Regions from separate parts of the Sus scrofa genome. Here all the other regions are linked to region 3. The links are chromatin contacts, called in public Hi-C maps. All regions are on one chromosome and are shown on one strand. The core of a region is the stretch at or near the end of the contact, and the rest is flanking DNA. Distances in the headings are between cores, read along the strand shown. Region 1 holds the start of STK24 (serine/threonine-protein kinase 24). Region 2 has its middle 45 kb from the start of SLC15A1. Region 3 holds the start of FARP1 (FERM, RhoGEF and pleckstrin domain-containing protein 1).

Evidence for each region. Hi-C and Micro-C count contacts between places; a contact is called where the count stands out from the background.
Region 1: a contact with region 3 is called in a Hi-C map of embryonic fibroblasts, with 1.9 times the contacts expected there. The contact joins the promoter of STK24 here to the promoter of FARP1 in region 3. A contact is called at or near these places in 1 of 5 promoter capture datasets (liver) and 5 of 47 Hi-C or Micro-C datasets (embryonic fibroblasts, heart right ventricle, retroperitoneal adipose tissue and 1 more).
Region 2: a Hi-C map of omental adipose tissue shows a contact between it and region 3, with 2.4 times the contacts expected there. The contact joins the enhancer-like site here to the promoter of FARP1 in region 3. A contact is called at or near these places in 1 of 5 promoter capture datasets (fetal skeletal muscle), 20 of 47 Hi-C or Micro-C datasets (alveolar macrophages, embryonic fibroblasts, fetal heart ventricle and 10 more) and 1 of 2 datasets of contacts at active chromatin or transcription factors (skeletal muscle).

The regions. Positions count from the first base shown.
Region 1 is chr11:67,564,206-67,566,905 of Sscrofa11.1, forward strand. STK24 (serine/threonine-protein kinase 24) reads right to left here and starts at 1,437. Exons shown (of 11, transcript XM_021065380.1): 1 at 984-1,437. The coding sequence starts at 1,025.
Region 2 is chr11:67,644,280-67,646,979 of Sscrofa11.1, forward strand. No RefSeq gene overlaps it. Among named protein-coding and RNA genes, the nearest start is that of SLC15A1, 45 kb to the right of the region's middle. Within about 2 kb of position 1,437, at least 16 of the 83 cell types and tissues checked have an H3K27ac peak or open chromatin away from gene starts, as enhancers often do. A contact at or near this core is called in fetal liver and omental adipose tissue, where this site is marked.
Region 3 is chr11:67,143,174-67,145,873 of Sscrofa11.1, forward strand. FARP1 (FERM, RhoGEF and pleckstrin domain-containing protein 1) reads left to right here and starts at 1,449. Exons shown (of 27, transcript XM_021065374.1): 1 at 1,449-1,874.

The DNA of each region.
Region 1 (2,700 bases), core at 187-2,686, 420 kb after region 3:
CCCACATACCCTAACCGTATAGTGAGATTTTAATCCCAACCATTCTCCCACCATTTATATGCCCTTACAAACATTACAAACTGGCCAAGGACGGGGGTTTTATTTTTCAAAGAGTTTTTAAACAGTCCCCCATGGCGAAAAACTTGCACGCAGTCCTGTAAATTGGAAATGCAACTTCTCTCCCCGCCCCCACCCCCCGCACCCCTGCCCCCACTCCAAAAAAAGTCACTGGAAGGCCAAGGAGCCACCAAGTAGCATCGGAGAGGTTTACTGGGAAGGGACTGGGCTGCATCCAAGGCAAAGCCCAGCGTGCCGGGATCCACCCTCGAGGGCACGGGGTTCGAAGGATCCCTTCTTCCGGAAGGTTTACGGGCTCGCACTTTCCCCTCCGTCGGCACCAGGAGGAAACGCGCCGAACAAACGCGCTGGAAGTGGAGCTGGCAGTTACACCTTCCTCCACCCCGCCCTGCCTCCGCCGCCCCGCGGGCCCCGGACCAGTCGGGGCGCGCCCGGGGCTCCCCTCCCGCCTCTCAACTTTACTGCCCCCTCGCCGGGGCGGCCCGGGGCCTCCAGCGCCCGCCGCCCGCGCCGGGGCCCAGAGAGCGAGCCGGGCCTCCAAGGGCATTTCCCCACATCACTTCTCCCCGGGGATGGGCCGGCGCGGGGCCTGCGGCTCGGGAGGCGCCGGGGGCAGAGGACGCGGGCAGGGCGAAGCGCCGGCACCCCCACGGCCCCCTCGACCCCCTGCCCGCCGGGGCCGCCTCCAGGCCGCGGCCCCAGCTCCCTGCACCCTTCCGCCCCCGAGACCCAGGCCGCGGGGCCGCTCGGGGCGCCCCGGGGGCTGCGAGCGCGGCGCGGGAGGCCGGCGCGACCCCGGAAGGGGCAGCGGAGGGGGAGGGGGCCGTGTTTACACCGCCAAGTTCCCCGCTTCCGCCCCGGCCCGGGCATCCCTCGCTGCCCTCGGCAGCCGGGTTCCTGCCTACCTGCATGCCGGGCAGGCCCGACTGCACCGGGGAGTGAGCCATGGCGGTCAGGACAGCCACTTCCTGGGACGGGACGGCCGGGCCGCGGCGATCCGCGCGGGCGACGAGGCCCGCGGGCCGCGCGCAGCCCTCGGGCGGCGGGGGCGGCCGGCCAAGCCCGAGTCCGGCTTCGGTGGGCCGGCCGGAGCCCGAGGCCACCCCAGCCCCCGCGGGTCCCGGGCCGCGCGGCGGGCTCAGGGGCCGGCGGCGGGCCGCGTCTCCATGCACCGCGCCGGGGAGGGGCTGCCAGGGGCGCGGGGCCTCGCCGCGAGCTGCTTCCGCTCCTGCCGCCGCCGCTGCCGCTTCGGCGGCTGCTGCTGCCTCTCGGCTGGGAGCCGGCGGCCTGGGCCCGTGCGCTGGCCGCCTGGAGCCGGAGTGGGCGCGCACAGCCGGCCGAGCCTGCGAGCGCCGAGCGCGCCCCGCCCCGGCCCGGCCCCCGCGCCCGCCCCCGCGGCCCGGCCGGGGACCCCGCCCCGCGCTTCCGGGAGGGGGAGGAGGAGGCTGGCGGCCGCCGGGCGCCCTAGGCCGCAGCCGCCTGCGCTGCCGCCGGCCCGGGCGGGTGGGGGTCCGCGCGTCTCCCGCGGGCTGCGCCCCCCTCCCAGCCGGCGGGGCGGAGCTGGGAAGAGGGCGCGCGGGCGGGAGTGGGGAGGGGGACACAATCGAAGGCGGTCCCGGGGCGACCGCCCCCAGGCCCCGGCCAGTCGGGCGCCCCGGGGGACTGGGCGGCCAGGGCTCGCTGAGTGCCAACTCTTGCCAGACCATCTCCCTCCTGCCCTCCGCGCGAGCCCACCCCTCCCCGCCTGGCCCCGGGGAAGCGGGCTCCCGGCGACCTCTCCGGGGGCAGAGTCGGGGCCAGGGGGACCTCGAGAGGGAGCGTGCCCAGCGGGGCCTCAGCCAGTGGCCGGTTCAAAACTACCAGGGCGGAGCTTCTTGGTGTCTGGGTGAAGTTTCCAACCAACCCAAGGAGGAAAGCGGGAGGGGAGAGGCCGAGAGTAGTTAATTCCGCGTTTTGGCGACTTGAAAACACCCTGCTTGGAATACTAGGAGCTGTAAACTTAGCTGAGGAGTGGGGGGCTGAACCCCACCCTCTCTGGGCCCCGGAGAATATGCAAATTTAAGAATATGTAAATTACAATAGGGGATCGTCTGCCCCCGAGAAGGGGAAAGTGGGGGAGGGAGGGGGAGGAGGAAGGGACACAATGAAAGGAAACCCTGTCTAGACTTTCCCCTGGCCTTCTCCCGCTCTTTCCGCTGCCTCCACCTTTTAGACACCTCTCCTCCAACTACAGAGGAAAGAAATAAGAAGGAATGAATCAGTGCTGCCTCCAGAAAGTAGTATTTTATTTACAACGACAAACAGTGGCAGCCACTGCAGTGATGTGCCGTATCCCCGGTTGTGAGGACCGGTGAATGCCCACGTGGCACCGCGGGCGAGGTTGGACAAACAAAAATGAGCCCCCACGAGTTCACAGACTATTGGAAAAAACTAAAAAGTCCTCCCCCTGAAAAAAGGATTGTTTATTCTCTGAAGTGTCACTGTATTCAGAGCTCTGGATCAGACTAGGAGTGAGGTGCTAAAATGTAATCTTTGCCTTCCCTTTGGAAATCTGTATTCTCCCCCCCCCCCCCGGCGCCGCCCCCCCCAATTGGTCCAGAGGACTTTCAGAGACCTTGTCAC
Region 2 (2,700 bases), core at 187-2,686, 500 kb after region 3:
AAACAAACAAAACAAAACAAAACAAAAAAAACCCTCACCACCCATGCTTCCATGCACTTATTAGATCCAAAGTTGTTCCTGAAAGGCCCGCTCTAACACGAATCATGGTGTCTGCCCCGTGTTTTTACCATTTCTGTGTGCTCTCGCATGATGTCAAATGCTGTGGTTTCAACTTTGGTTGCTAATAATCCCTGGAGCATGTAGAAAAAAACAGATGCCCAGGCCGCAAGCCCAGAGCTCTGATTCCACGGCCTGCGGAGGCCCAGGCACTCATTAGAGCCCCCTGGGCGATTTTAAGGAGCAGCCCGTGTTGAGAACCACTGTCCCAGCTTCCCAGTGAGCAGGGAAGGACCCAAGGCCCTCCAAGGTCAGCCTGAGTCACCTCTCCCTTGGCCCTTGCTCACCACACTCCAGACACAGGAGCCTCTTTTCTGTTCTCAGACACACCAACCATATTCCCATCTCAGGCATCCGCCCTGGGTCAGACCCCTTCCAGAATGTTCTTCCCCTGTCTTGCTCCCTTACTCCATTCAGGTCTCCGCTCAAATGTCATCTCTTCCGAAGGCCCTCCTTGGCCACCTCAGCTGAAATACCAGCCATCACCCTTTAGTCTGTTTATTTTTGCTTCACAGCACTTATCAACACCTGACATTATTATCTATTTATTAGTTTATCTGGCCTATATCAGTACCTGAAAAGCAGTAGATGCTTAATGAATATTTATTGCACAAACAAATAAATGGATGAGGATAATGTTGAGTCATGCATACTCTGGCTTGTAGGAAGTACTCGATAAACCTGTATTTTTTCCCCAACTCATCCAAAGCCAGTGTTTCCACCGGCCGCCTGGGGCCAACCTGAGGAACAGCGACCCCTGCTGGAATCTGTATCTGAGTCCCAGGAATAAAAGAGGTCCACTCTGCCAGTCCCAAGAATAAGATTTCTAGAAATATAAACACACAGTATATGCCCAGGCTTTCTGATGCGCATTCACAAAAAATTCCTAGTAGGATATTTCTCAGTCTTTTGTTAACTCGTTTCCCCCCAAGGATGTTCTCTTCTGCCATCTTGTGGCCGAACTGGGGAACTGCCAGGCCAGCCGTTGTGATGACCTTGCTTCATCAGAGCTGGGCCTGCCCAGAGCCACTAAACAAAACACCTGCTGGCATTCGCCCAGGGCCCCCGCCCTGCCCAGCTCCTCAGGCTTGTTTTTTGGGTTTTTTTTAAGAAGCAGGAAGTAACTGAGGTGACTGCCTTGACTGGTGGTGGCTTCTGCTGTGGGACAGTGGAGAGAGAAGGGCCTGGGGGCCACCCCCCAGACCCCAGATTCCCAGCCTGATTTGCCCTCCCATCCTGACACATCCCTAGGTAAACCCATCACAGCTGGACCCGGACGATCTGGTCTGGGTACTCAGTAAATGCTGGTCAACTCCACACTCATGGGTCATCTATTTTGTACCCTTGGTATGTTAAACTGTAATAATAGCCCAGAGGAGGTGCTTACTAAGTAGCTTGACTGGAACAATGGCTGCTGGCATTTACAGAGCCCTTACTGCGTGCCAAGCACTGCTGGAGGCCCAAGCACTTCACATACACTGTCTCACGAATTAGGCTGATCAGCTCGTCCCAGCTTTTGCCCCTGAAACTCCCTGAGACCCTGACAAAAAGGGACAGTTGGACCCAGTACTCATCAGCTCAGGCTGCCTCAACAAAAGGCCACGGCCTGGGGCTTAACCAACAGGCATTTGTTTTCTCACAGTTCTGGAGGCTGGAGGTCCAAGAGGAAGATGCCATCAGGGTTGGTTTCCGGTGAGGCCTCTCTTCCCGGCTTGCAGACGGCTGCCTGGCCAAGGGGGTGGGGGGTAAGGAGAGAGGGAGGGTGGGGGGGAGAGAGGGAGGGGGAGGGGAGGAGAGGGAGGGGGAGGGGAGAGAGGGGGAAGGGAAGGGAGAAAGGGGGAAGGGAGCGATCTCACTTCTGGATCCTTTAACCCACTGTCTGGGGCTGGGGATTGAACCTGCATCCTGGTGCTGCAGCGATGCCACCATAAGGAGAACTCCTCTGGATCTCACTTCTTCTAAGGCCACTGATCCTGCCCGAGGGCTCCCGCCCACCTGGGCTGCCTGCTGTAGGCCCTTAGCACTTATTGGACACATGTGGGTGGTGACGCTTCCTCGCTGAGTGGAACATGTTGAGAATTCTTCCCAGGCGTGCAGACCAAACCAAGGAGCAGGTAAGGCGAACACACCTCACTGGAGGTTAGTCTCGTGGAGCGTGAAATCTGCTGAACAGCAGGGGGCAGCTGTGACTGTCCTCTCTGGCCAAAGGGACAGCTGAGGGCAGGGCCTGGCACTTTTTCTTGGCAATTGCAAAGCTGGGGACACCTGCAAAACCGAGCTCTGTGAGAGCTGCCTCCTGACTCGCTCCTCCCTGAGCCACATGTGAAACATGAAGTGTTACAGGAAACACTTTTTTCTTCTTTTTACGGCCACACCTGTTGCATGTGGAGGTTCCCAGGCTAGAAGTCGAATCGGAGCTACAGCTGCCAGCCTACACCACAGCCACAGCAACATGGGATCCAAGCCGCGTCTGCGACCTACACCACAGTTCACAGCAACGCCGGATCCTTAACCCACTGAGCGAGGCTAGGGATTGAACCTGCATCCTCATGGATGCGGTGTGAATTTTTAACCCACTGAGCC
Region 3 (2,700 bases), core at 199-2,698:
GGCCAGTGGGTTAAGGACCCTGAGTTGCCGAAGCTGTGGGGCAGGTTGTAGCTGCCTCTGGGATTTGATCCCTGGCCTGGGAACTTCCGTATACCACAGTGCAACGGAGGAAAAAAAAAAAAAAAATCCCCAAACCAACCCACACCCCAAAACCAGTTCAATATCTCAGAGTATGTCTATCTGCTCCAGACACCACTCAAACACGAGCTACGCACCAGCGCCCCGGGACCTCTAAGGCACCCTGTTCTTGTGTGAATCCGCTCTTCCCCAGGGGTCCCCCACCTGTGGTTCTGAGTTCTGTTGTGGCCTCTCGTGAAACCTGCCTCTAGGCTGAAGGTCGGAAACTTCTCTAAGGTGCAAAACGATCAGGGTTCTAGAGCCAGCCGCCCATCATTGGGCGGGTGTGCCCACTAGCCTGGGGATCTCGCAAAGGGTCGCCTTCCTTTCTAACCCGCTGCCGGCACGTCCCTTTCCCTCCACGCCTGAGAAGGGTCCATCTACACAGACAAGAAAGGGTAAAATCAGGGACTGAGGGAGGGGTGGGAGTGGAGACGGTAAAGTGGCAGCTCCCAGCTGGAGGGTGGGGACAATGCCTCTCCCCGTCTTGGGTCCCAGACTCCTCGGTGCTGCCTCTTGCTCCCTCCTCCATTGAGGTCCGGAACTCCCGAAGGCGAGTCTGCAAAGCAGCTCCTAACCTATTCCACTCCTTCCCCCGCGGGGCACTGCTCCTGTCCCCAGAGGGGGCGAGTGGGCCTGGGGATTGTCGGGGGATTCGTGGGGTCGGAGGACTCTGGGCCGCGGCGGAGGAGGAGGGGGGGGATGACAACCGCCCCTCCGGGATTAAGTCCCTAGCAGCCCAGGGTGGCGCCGGAAGCCCGCCGGTGTGGCCTGGGGAAAGGGGTGGTGCTCGTGGGTCCCTGCAAAGCGCCGCCGCTCGCGCGACCACGTAGTTAAAAGTCTTAGGTGGGCACACGGGCGGGGCTCTCCCTTGCGTGACCTCAACAACGATTTGCGGAGCCCGTGTCACCGATCGTCCTCCAGCTGCTCCCGGTTTTGCCGGTGCGCTCCACTCCTGCTTCCATATCTCGCTTTCAACCACAGGGGCCGGATCGGCGCGTCTCTGGTGGCGCAGCGCACTCCCCTGAGCTTCCTGCGCTCTGCCAGGCGCTGCCGCGCGGAGAGACCAGCTCCAGCCGTAGAACCAAGTAAGGCGCGGATCGGAGGTGGGCTCGCCCGGCCAGGGAGGGGCGCTCCGGGCCCGCGGCCCCGCGGCGCACCTGCCCCCTGGGCGGAGCGGGGCGGGGCGCGCCAGCGCGCAGGTCGCCGGCGCGGACGCTGGAGGGGGCTGTGGCTCTCCCGCTGTCCCCGCGGCTCGGGCTGCGAGGTTCCCGGGCGCCCCCCCCTGCCGAAGGGCCGGCCCAGGCCGGGGGAGGGGCGCGCCCGCCTTCACTTCCCGCTCGCCGGCCTGGACACGGCGGGGCCGGCGCGGGCGCAGGGCTGCGGGCACTCGGCTGGCGCGCGGGGCGGGGACGCGGCCGCCGCCCGCTTTGAGCCGCTGCTCCTCCCCAAGCGAGTGGCGCTCGGCCCGGCGTCGAGGCGGCCATGGCGACCCTGAGCCCGCTCCCCACCCACCCTGCCTGCTCCGCCCTCCCCTCCGCCCCGCGCCACCTTTGATGGCTCGGACCTCGGCCGGCCAGCGCCAGCCCTGCTTGCGCGTCCGCGCCGCCGCTGCCGCCGCCCGCGGGTATTAATAGCCGAGCGCCCCCGCCGCACGCGCAGCGGAGCCGCCGCGCCCTCGGCCGCCGGGGGCTCGGAGCTGCAGAGCCGGGAGGCCGGGAGTGGGAGCCGGAGCCGGAGCCGCCGGCGCCGTGGAGGTAGGAGGCGCGCGGCGAACAATGACCGCGCGGGGCGGGCGGGCGGCAACTTGGGCGCGAGTCGGGCGCCCGGAGCCGACCGACCGGGACGCGGGTGGAGGTGGTTGCGTGGCCCGCGGGTCCTGCCTGGAGGAGGTGGCGGCGGGGGGGATCGGGCTTCCCCTACCAAGGCGGGAGACTCGCCCGCCGGCCTCGGGGCAGCCCGGCAACAATAGCCGGAGCCCGGGGGCCTCGGGGCCCCGTACCGCCCTTTGCACCCTCCTCTTACCTCCCGGGACTCGGGCTGCCGGCTCCGCGCGCGTCCCCTCTCGCCTCCCCCGCCCCGCGGCGCCCTTCCCCCGCTTCCTCCCATCCCACCCGGCGCAGTGACAGCGCCGGACGCTGCTTCCGGACCTCCGGCCGCAATCTCGGCCCCCGAGGCCGACCGCGGGCCGGGAAGGTGGCCGTTTTCGCGGGTGCCCCCGCCTTCCCGGGTGCCCGCGGCTCGCCCACGCGCGGCGCGAGGAGCCTAGTGGGTGACAAAGAGGAACACACCCTCTGCCTAAGTTAGATTTTCCCCTCTTTACCGCCAGCCTTTATGGAGAGGAAAGTTGTTTTTTTTATTCCCTCTTTTTTTCTTCCTTTTCTTTTCCTTTTCTTAAAGCAAAGGACACAGATTTTTGTGGTGAGCATTTCAAAACAACTTCTGATTGTGGTTTTACGATTTAAGTTCCGGAAACTTTAGCTGTGTGATCCGGCCAGACCTTTGAGTGTGTGCGTGTGTGTGTGTGTTTTATTTGAAGGGAAAAAATGAGTTCCCCGTAGTCAGTCTGGATGTCGTTTATGG